3 separate regions of the Zea mays genome follow, and regions 2 and 3 are each linked to region 1. A link is a contact called in public Hi-C data. All regions are on one chromosome and are shown on one strand. The core of a region is the stretch at or near the end of the contact, and the rest is flanking DNA. Distances in the headings are between cores, read along the strand shown. Region 1 has its middle 27 kb from the start of LOC103633171. Region 2 holds the start of LOC100279272. Region 3 has its middle 40 kb from the start of LOC100279272.

The links. A called contact is a pair of places that touch in the nucleus more often than the background predicts.
Region 2: a Hi-C map of tassel shows a contact between it and region 1, with 6 times the contacts expected there. The contact joins the promoter of LOC100279272 here to the enhancer-like site in region 1. A contact is called at or near these places in 6 of 25 Hi-C or Micro-C datasets (bundle sheath, ear, endosperm and 2 more).
Region 3: a contact with region 1 is called in a Hi-C map of leaf, with 5 times the contacts expected there. The contact joins two enhancer-like sites. A contact is called at or near these places in 5 of 25 Hi-C or Micro-C datasets (bundle sheath, ear, leaf and 1 more).

The regions. Positions count from the first base shown.
Region 1 is chr1:29,939,815-29,942,954 of Zm-B73-REFERENCE-NAM-5.0, reverse strand. No RefSeq gene overlaps it. Among protein-coding and RNA genes, the nearest start is that of LOC103633171, 27 kb to the left of the region's middle. Within about 2 kb of position 1,649, at least 20 of the 20 cell types and tissues checked have an H3K27ac peak or open chromatin away from gene starts, as enhancers often do. A contact at or near this core is called in bundle sheath, ear, endosperm and 2 more, where this site is marked.
Region 2 is chr1:30,238,714-30,241,853 of Zm-B73-REFERENCE-NAM-5.0, reverse strand. LOC100279272 reads right to left here and starts at 1,614. Exons shown (of 2, transcript NM_001152293.2): 1 at 1-1,614. The coding sequence starts at 1,599.
Region 3 is chr1:30,198,438-30,201,577 of Zm-B73-REFERENCE-NAM-5.0, reverse strand. No RefSeq gene overlaps it. Among protein-coding and RNA genes, the nearest start is that of LOC100279272, 40 kb to the left of the region's middle. Within about 2 kb of position 1,412, at least 19 of the 20 cell types and tissues checked have an H3K27ac peak or open chromatin away from gene starts, as enhancers often do. A contact at or near this core is called in bundle sheath, ear, leaf and 1 more, where this site is marked.

The DNA.
Region 1 (3,140 bases), core at 400-2,899:
CAATAAATGAGCTCTGGATCATACTATTTAAGTTGATTAACCTTTCTTACGGTTAGCAATATATGATTAATGTTCCCGTAACAGTCAGTATTGTACATGGTCCTTGAAGTTAATTAATCGTGTAGAAGATTGGGCCGAGAGTCTGATCATGATCAATGCGTGGGACTGTGGAAGCACTGGGCCCGAGGTCACATCCAATCCGGCCTGAAGATTTGCGAGCTGGGCCTTGCTACAGTTGTACTGCTAACCGGTGGTTTTCAGAAGTGACAAGTGAAAAGCCTTGCTTGCTACTCCTCCAGCGGGCAGCAACTTCACCCCACTCCAAATCCTGGCGCTGCAACGTGCATTCACTTGTCTCCCGCACCGTGCCGTGGCTGCAAGGGAAATGGATCGAATGCACGGACATCAGCACCACCACCCGCCCGGCATGTCATGGATGATGTCAAAGCGAATGCGAGTCACGTTGTTTAATGCAAAGCAGTCTAGTCTCGGTTGCTGCAAAGGAGGAGACGGCGGACCGGATCGTCGTACAAGACGACCAGCGCGGCCAGGCGTTCACATCATCTGCAAGCTCAGAATTTCAATCCAAAAAAAAAGAGCTCCCATTACGTTCGTCGGTTCGTCCACAGCATTCACAGCTCTGGCGGCACCGACCGATCGAGTGGGTCAGTAAACACAACGCCGTGGTGGTGTCACGGTGTGAGGTGGCGTGCACAGGCACAATCTGAACGGCGCCTGCTTCCGGGTCGCGACACATATCTCGGCTGACACGACTGCATGCGCGACGTGGGGAATGTTCTCCCGGCACGTTAAGTTGACACGCACCGACACACGTCGTCGTGGAGGGGAGCCCAGCTGAAGCGCTATGGAAGCAGAAGAGGAGGACCTGGGCAACTCGAGTCGTGGGCCCCGCGGACCGCGACGTGTCACGTGTCCCGCTCCCCTGGCGCTTCAGTCTGGTCTGGTGATTTGCTTGTGTGGAAATTACTATTCCGCGCCTGCCGAGCTGCGAAACGTGCACGGGGGGTGGACCGGTCGTCCACCAGGGGCTCGGCCTCGGCTGCGGGTGCCGGCGTCGCACGCGCGTGACTGCTCGCGCGTGCGGTCCGTTCCTTCATTCTTTGGGACCGAGCGAGTGGGCCTGGCCGGCCGGCCGATCGTACGTCGGTGTCGCTGTAGATCTGGTCGGAGATTCGTCTGCTGGCGGTTGGAGCGGTCCGGATCGGGTGCAGCCGGTATCCCTTTCGAGTCACACAGCGTGCTGGTTCTTTTCCCCGCAGGCGGAAAGCGCACAGATGAAACACGAAAGCCTTGACGGCTACAAGCATGACCAGGAAAAAAAGATCACAGCGCCGGAGTCATTCCTTCGGATGCGTTTCACACCGTGCTTGTTCCTTCTTCTTCTTTTGTTTGTTTCATTCAGCGGTCAGCGGTAAAAAAAAATATGTTAGTCACGCACAGGCACAGGTAGTAGCTAGCGGTGCATGCAGTTCGTTTCTGCACTGCGGACACCACACACTGGCCAGCGCCCACTGTTGCTTTCGGCCCGTGGGCATGTGTGTTTTCTTGGGTCGGACGGTCCAAGTCCAAGGCCGGGGTTGGTTATCTGGACCATCCTTGACCCAGGCAGAGGCGGCATCGTTCGTTCCTGTCCGGCCCGAAATTGCGCCACTGTGGGTCGGGCGACGCCGACGCCGACGCGCGCCCACCCAACGCAACGCAACGCAAGGCCGGCACCCCGCACGTCCGATCCTGGTCAGCCACGACGTGGTCGCTGATCCATCCGCAGTGGGGGACTCGTCGTCGGAAACGGAAAGCCACCGCGCTTGCTCGCTCCAACTGCAACGCCGCCGCCGGCCGCCCGTCGCTTTTCACCGTCGGTCGTCTCATTCTACCTCGCTCCGTTAGGCTTTGTTTGGGTACAGAGGGATTGAAGTGTATTAAGGTGTATTGAAGGGGATTGAAAAAAAATTAGTTCATATTACACTTCAATACACCACATACCACCTCAATCCATTTCAATCCGAGATTATCCAAACAAACCCTTAGTGGGCTGGTCCGCGCGGGCGAGTTTGAAATGGCCACTGCAGCTGTTGCTTTATCCGCTGCTGCGCGCGGCACGCCACTGCAAGCACAGAGAGAGAGAGGATCGGAGAGATAGATCCTTTTCTCCTCGGCCTGGGTTCCGTTCCGTTCCGTTCCGTCGATGGGTGCCAGCGTGAGCGTGTGGATGGGATGGCCTGGCTTGCGGGGCTCGGTCACTTGGGAGACCAGACCAGTGAGCCAAGTGATGAATGCCAGCCATCGTATTCGTATTCGTGCGCAAGCTCCTGACCGCGCTCGCCTTTTTTGTGTTTGTTTTTGACCAACTTCTCGCCGGAACCGAAACACCCAAGCTTTGCCGCACGCCGTGGAGAGAGAGAGCGCGTGACGGAAACGTGCGCTAGCTGTTCAGCTGCTGGTCATTGTATTATCTGGCGAATAGGAAGGAATTCCTCTGGGTGGTCAAATACTGGTTGCTGATGCACGCCTGGATATGATCGATGAGGCACTCACTCCATAAGCTTGCACTGCGTGTGACCGGCCGGTCTTTGTTTCTTGTGAAATATTCTCCTTCTAGAACTGGAATGGCAGCAGCAAGATGGAGTGCGTCGTCCAAAATACGCTAAAATAACACACACTACTACTGCTACGACTGCCATTGCTAAAAAGTTCTTTATTTTAACATGTAGTGCCGCCATGCATGCGTGGCAGCTAAAGTTTGATGAGCCTGGACGACGAATTCTTTCTGCAGAAAACCACGTTGCGACAACACCGATCCAACTCTTCAAAATCGTGCATTTAAAACAAAACAACTCCGGCCTAGTCATCATGGTACGGTACTGGACAGATCGATCGATCTCCTGGCCTGGTGGATCCGACTCAGACTCAACTCTGCAGGTCAGGTCTGCAGGTCTGGTCCATCCAGATAATGGGATTAATGAACGCAGTTTCGATTTGTATACAAATTAAAGATTCTTGGCACAGGTGGTTAGGAGTGCTTTATATCGACGAGAAAGACAGTCGCGTTGATTGCAACACGATCCAAGGCGAGATTAAGAACGAAAATAAACTCCGATTAAGCTGCTCCTCCTAGCCCT
Region 2 (3,140 bases), core at 365-2,864, 300 kb before region 1:
CGGCGGGATGCTGCCGGAGAGCTTGTTGCTCGAGATATCGAGGAAGGTGAGCAGACGGCATCTGCCGATCGCCGGGGGTACCGCTCCGGAGAGCAGGTTCCCAGAAAGGTCCGCCTTCGAGAGCTGCTGAAGCTTCCCGACCTCCGGCGGGAGCTCGCCGGACAACATGTTCCCGGCGAGCAACAGCTTCTGTAATCCCAGGAGTCCACCGATCCCGGTAGGCACCTGGCCGGTCAGTCGGTTGTTGAACAGACTCAGCTCTCCGATCGAAGAAGACACCTTCCCTCCGTCCAGCCGGAGCTCGCCGGAGAGCAAATTGTTGTGCAGCTCTACCTGCGTCAGGTTCGGCAACGTGAACAGCTTTGCAGGTATCGTCCCGTTGAGAAAATTCTCTCCCAGCCGAATCCTCGTCAGCGACGGGCACCCCGCGAGCCCGTCCGGAACGTCGCCGAATAGCGAATTTCCCAGAGCGATGAACGTCTCCAGCCGCTGGCCGGCGCACAGCTCGGATGGCAGAACGCCGGTGAGCTTGTTCGTGCTCACGTCAACGATCCTCAGCCTGGTCGCCGCCACGCCGAGGTTCGTGGGTATCCCGCCTGTGAAGTTGTTCTCCCACAGCTGCAGAACCTCGAGGTTCGGCAAGTCGCCGATGAACTCGGGAATCTCACCGGCGAGGCGATTCCGGAAGAGGTTCAGCAGGGTCAGGTTCTTGAGCGACGCGAAGCTCGCGGGGATCTCCCCGACGAACAAGTTGTTCGACAGGTCGAGCGATTTGAGCGACCCCATTGCGCCTATCTCCGTCGGGAGCCTCCCAGACAGAGCGTTGATCTGAAGAAACAGAGTGTCGAGCGACGTCAAGTTCGCCAGTTCCGGCGGGATCTCCTCGGAGATGCCGCAGTTAGCCATGTCGAGCCGGACGAGCGCCCGCAGCCTCCCGAGCTCGGGTGGTATACCGCCGGTGAAGTTGTTGTAGTAGCCGAGGTACAGCTCCCTCAATGTCGTCAGGTTGCCGAGCTCCTCCGGTATCTCGCCGGTGAGCTCGTTCCCGGAGAGGGCCAGGTACCGGATGCGGCTCCACTGGCCGTAGGACCTCGGGATGCTGCCGGAGAAGAAATTGCCGCCGAGGTGGACGTGGACGAGGTCGGTGAGGTTGGGGAGCGCTGCCGGCAGCGAACCGGTGAGGTTGTTGTTGTAGAGGTCGAGAACGCGAAGGCTCTTGAGCGACGCGATGATCTCGTCGGGGAAGGCGGTGGAGTTGAGTATGTTGTTGGAGAGGTTGAGCGACTGGAGGTACGGGAAAGAGGAGAGCGCGGCGGCGGGGATGGGGCCAGATAGATTGAGGCCGGAGAGGTCGAGGGAGATGACTCGTGTGTCGGTGGCGTCGCAGGACACGCGCGGCCACGAGCAGACCGCGGTGTCCGGAGTCCAGTGCGTGGAGAGGTAGCCCGAGGGGTCTGCTACCGCCGCAGAGAGGTTGAGGAGGGCGGCAGCGTCCTGAGAAGAGAATGAATCGGCTGCGGTGCACTGGGTGGCGGTGGCGATGAGGAGGAGGACGGGGAGAAGGGTGGATGCGGCCGCCGTGGAGGGCGCCATCGCCATGGATGGTGTGGTGAGTGGAGTGGGTATCCGTCCGAGGCAGGCGGACAGCGTGGGTTATAGAGAGAGAGTGTGTTGTTTTCCATTCGTTTTCTTTTGGTTGTTGTTTTGTATGACAGCCTGCGAAAAATTTAGATTTGCATCGTAGTCCTTTGTCTCCTTCAATGGCCTCAAGGTTTTGCGGTATATTATCATCAATAAAAAAAACTTACCAGAAAAAATATCAGCCATCAGCAGCCTTTGTATCGGATCAGATACAGTTCTCAATGGACAGATACATTGTTAAAATGGGCCGGACCAAGATTTAAATATTCAAATGATGTCCGAAAAGTTTACTTATTAGGGCTAATTTGACGACCTTATTTTTTCAAAGAATTTCTATTTTCTAAAGAGAAATTAGTTTATTTTTAAAAAAATCTTAAAAATAAAGTTACCAAACTAGTCTTTACTAAATTTTCTTACTCTAGAATCAGCCAATAAGGCCCACTTCGACATGTGAGTTTTTTATGTTTTCCTTCGGTTTTTATTTGAAATGAGATGATCACTGTAGCATTCCGTAAAGCTGTATTTTAAAGGGGGTCTAAGTTGAATAAAATAGAGTAAAAGACACAGCTAAACATAGGTTTGTATTCTCGTATAATCTAATTAGTCATTTTTCCTCCGCTTGTCTACTACTACGAATCTAGGATGCAGAAATTTAAACATATTCACAACAAACTGGATATAAGAGTTACATGTTGAAAATTTTCTCCAAAAATTGGTTATTAGGAGCAGGTTAAAAAGTTTCAGGAGTGGATTATGATGTGTACACTAACAGTTCTTCTAAATAAAAAGTGAAAATTGAAAAGTGGATAAAAAATAAGGAGTATACATCCCTACATTCGTTTTATTGGGCCAGCGTGACTCACTACGCAAAAAGAAGCTGCTGGCACAAACTGCACGCGCGCGACAAGAAAAATACGGGTAGAATAGGTGCTGAGTTGGGGAAAAATTTCCTCACTCAACAAAATACGGGAGGGGAGGAGGTGTATGCGGGACACGAAGATTTTTGGGGAGGAAGAGGGAGCTGTTGAAGCGAGGAAACAAATAATTACTCTCTTAATATTGGTTTTCAGGTTGGCTTACTGCTCCTTTTACACTTGCCCTAAGTGTGTTTATTTTAGACGACGATTCTAAGGTGACGTTTGGTGGAGCTCCCACAGCTCTACTTCTAATGAGAATCATTCCCCTACAAGGCTACAACCAAACAACAAAAAATTGAATTGCTTTATACTGGGAGCTGAGTAAATCTAGTCTCTATTTTATACTAGTGAGTGGGAGTAAAAAAACATGCTTCTCGCCGCTCCTAACATGTTGCACTCTCCAACCTTTTAGTAATCACTTTACATATTGTTTGACAAACGTTTTTCATAAGATAAATTTACTTCTGCCAGAGAATCACTCAGAATCACTCTACTAGAGAATCAGCTCTTGGAACTAGAGAATCATGTAGCGAAACTCTTCCAAACATGCCCTAAAATATAGCTTGCGCTAAGAAGTTAGAT
Region 3 (3,140 bases), core at 163-2,662, 260 kb before region 1:
GCACCGCCGCTAGTTCTCTTGAGTAATTGGCGCCTCCAAAAAGGTGCCAACAGGGAGATACCATGGCCCTTGGTTATTGAGTGGACCTAGCTTTGTGTCGGGGCCTTATGGTCAACCATGGGGGTTGCGGCCATAGCAGTGGATTGAGCTCTCTGCGTCACTAGGTCGTGAACATGTGTGTTATCCCTTCTATGCTTTCACCCATTGATATCAGTTTTGTTGTACCAAAATTTACAAGCAGCATATCTTTCGCAGGAATATTTATGGCATTTGTGGAGAGGTAATGTACAAGTCAAATCGATTATGTGAGATCGATCCAACTAGGAGAACTTTGTAGCTTAGTTTTTTTTTTTCGTTCCACTGGTTTGCAATTATTTTTTGAAAATGAGGGGAAACAACTTTTTTTACCGGAGTCTATAATGAAGTTCCCAATAAACTGTTTGGAAACGATAAACGCCCTGTCAAATGAGGCTTAAAGCTGAGCTCTCATCTCGCATTTTGAGATAATTCTGGGGGTTTTATGTGATAGAAACAGCGCACCTGTGTCGAGATTTTATGCGATGCCCTCCGGAACCGAACGTGTGAAGTTTGGTATCCGAATGGTGTTGATGATTTTTATGATGACAGAAGTACAGATTAATGTCGGGAGGGAGTACTTATGGTGCATGCACTTCACCCACAGCCACAGCAAGTCCAAGTCCGCCTCCCTCGGTGACGTGTGGGGCCTATGTACGATGAGAATGAGAGCCCCACGCAGTCATGGGGGGACCAAAGAGTGACCCCAGGCAAAACATGTGGCAGTGGCAAGCCCTGCTTTTGCAGCATCGGGAGCAAGAAGAAACGGGAGCATTTTCTGCTGCACCAGTTGAGGGGAGTGGGGCCCAGAAGTCGGAAAACAGTGCGTTAAGCGCGGAGAGCGTGAGCCTCGGATTCTCTGCGTGTAAACTCTACGCTTGTATACTACTATAATATACTATACTCCTATCTATAGTAGCTGGTGTGCCGGATTAGCCGTGTGTCACAAACAAAAATCCAAGAAAGCCCGTCATATCAGCAGCCACACATCAAGGAGCCAAAACGAAGGTAAAGTGCGGCGCAAGCGTCCGCAAAGCGCGCGAGCACGCGTTCGGCCAACTCCGGCAGGAGGACCCACGAGGAGCCAGGATTCTAGGATCGCCAAGGCAGCGCCAGCCGGCATGCGGCCAGCGGGCTCCTGAATCATTTCCACCCGCGCAGCGGAACACTCGCGCCGTCGCGCGCGGATCGGCCCCGGGCATGATGCGGTCCCGAACCCCGCGACCGCGAGACTCTGTCCCCGAACACGACCGGCGAACGAGGTGAGGAGGGAAGAGGAACGGAATGGAAGGGAGCCGCCCGTGGAGAAGGAAATGATGATGTGTTGTTGCAGTGTCGCACGGTGCCCGGTTCTCGCGGCGGCGTGGGGCTGGGGCGGGCACTCGGGCGGGCCTGATGGAGCGGCCCAACGCGGCGTCGGCCGCTTTTCCCAGCTTGTCCTTCCAGCGAGTGCGTACGGATGGTTTTGTGAAACGCCATTCAGCTGGGTGACTTTGGAATCCTATCGCGACCTCGCCTGTGTGGCTGTGTGTGAGTATTCTTGCATTTCTGGACGCAGATACCCTGCATGGATCAGCAGCACAGCGGCGCGGCTCTTGGTTGCTGAGTGTAAAATAAGGTGCATCGTGCACGTCTAGATTCTAGATCTTCGACGCGTGGTCCTGGCGATTTAATAAGCAGCCCATCTTGCCTCATTTCGTGCCTCGTCGTCGCGTAGGGACCGGGCCGACATATTGCACGGGCCTGGCCGCGTATCGTGCTGTGGAGTGTGGACCTTCTGCCGGTACTGTGCTCGCTGCAGTAGCCTCCGTTTTGCTGATTGAGCAATCGAATTGGTTCATTTGTCTTGTACGTAAGCCACATCTGACAGCGGGCACAGATAGTCGCTCGGTGTACTGTATGCATAGTACACGGCTCTCGTCAGTTTGCGACGCGATCTGTGAATCTACTATTTCACCGTCCCATCTTGAATCATCGCGTACGTTGACTTTGACAGAGCGTCTATTTGATTAGGTATACGCAAGGAATAGTGACTGCATGAGTAGATAAAAAATAAGTTATTCTGATGTCATTTATCTATATCTACACATACGCTAGAAATGGTCGTACCTGGCCGATCAGGCTCACGTGGGAGTGTGAGAGTAGGTATGCGGGCGCAGTAAGGCGCCTAGTGAATTACAACACTACACATTAGCGGTCTGTTCCTCGACCCTGATATTGATGACCCTCTCTCGCGTTGAATTCGTCGATGTCAACGCGCCTTGAATACCTTCCTGATACTGCTCCACAACCACACAACTGCGCGCAGGGCTCCAGCAGCTGACCACTACGGCATCACCGCCGTCGTCTCGAGCGCCTTCCTCCCTCGTCTCCCGGGGAGCTTCGTTTGGACGCTTCCGGTACGCAGTCGCCAAGCCCCAGAACCCCAGGTTACCGATGCCGGGGGATCGTCGACGGATCCATTAAGAATTCCGGTTGCTAATCTAGAGACAAGAAACACCGGTCCGTGTGTCAAAGCTCGTCGCATCCATGCATGTATGTGCACGCACGACGATCACGTACTTAACTCAGGTCAGCGTCTCCGTCTCCTGCTCTTGTCATTTTCTCCTGATCGAGCTCGCCGATCCACCATCGGGCACCGTCTCTAGTCTAGCGATCTTTGGTTTGAGGCGGGAGTTAATTCCTTGGTCCAGCAGCAGGTGGACCAGGCCCCAAGACCATCGCGTTGCCTGATGAATTCTCAACTTCTCAACTCCGTCATGGCAGATTGGACCTCGTGGGTTGGGCCTGGTTCAGCTCAGCTTCGATCGACTTGGACCAAATAAATGCTGCTGCTCCAGCAGAGTTTATGACTACTATGAGCGTTCAGCAGGGAAAAAAAGTGGGCGCATGCTATTGGTTGGGAACCGGATACAATACCAAATTCTCAACCCGAATATAGTACCGAAGATCATCGAGACTAATTAAGGATATCAATCTAGCCTTTAGTATCCGTTCTTGACTAAAACCGATACTAAAAGGTCCTACTTTAGTATTGTTTTTTGGCTTTAACCGATACTAAATAA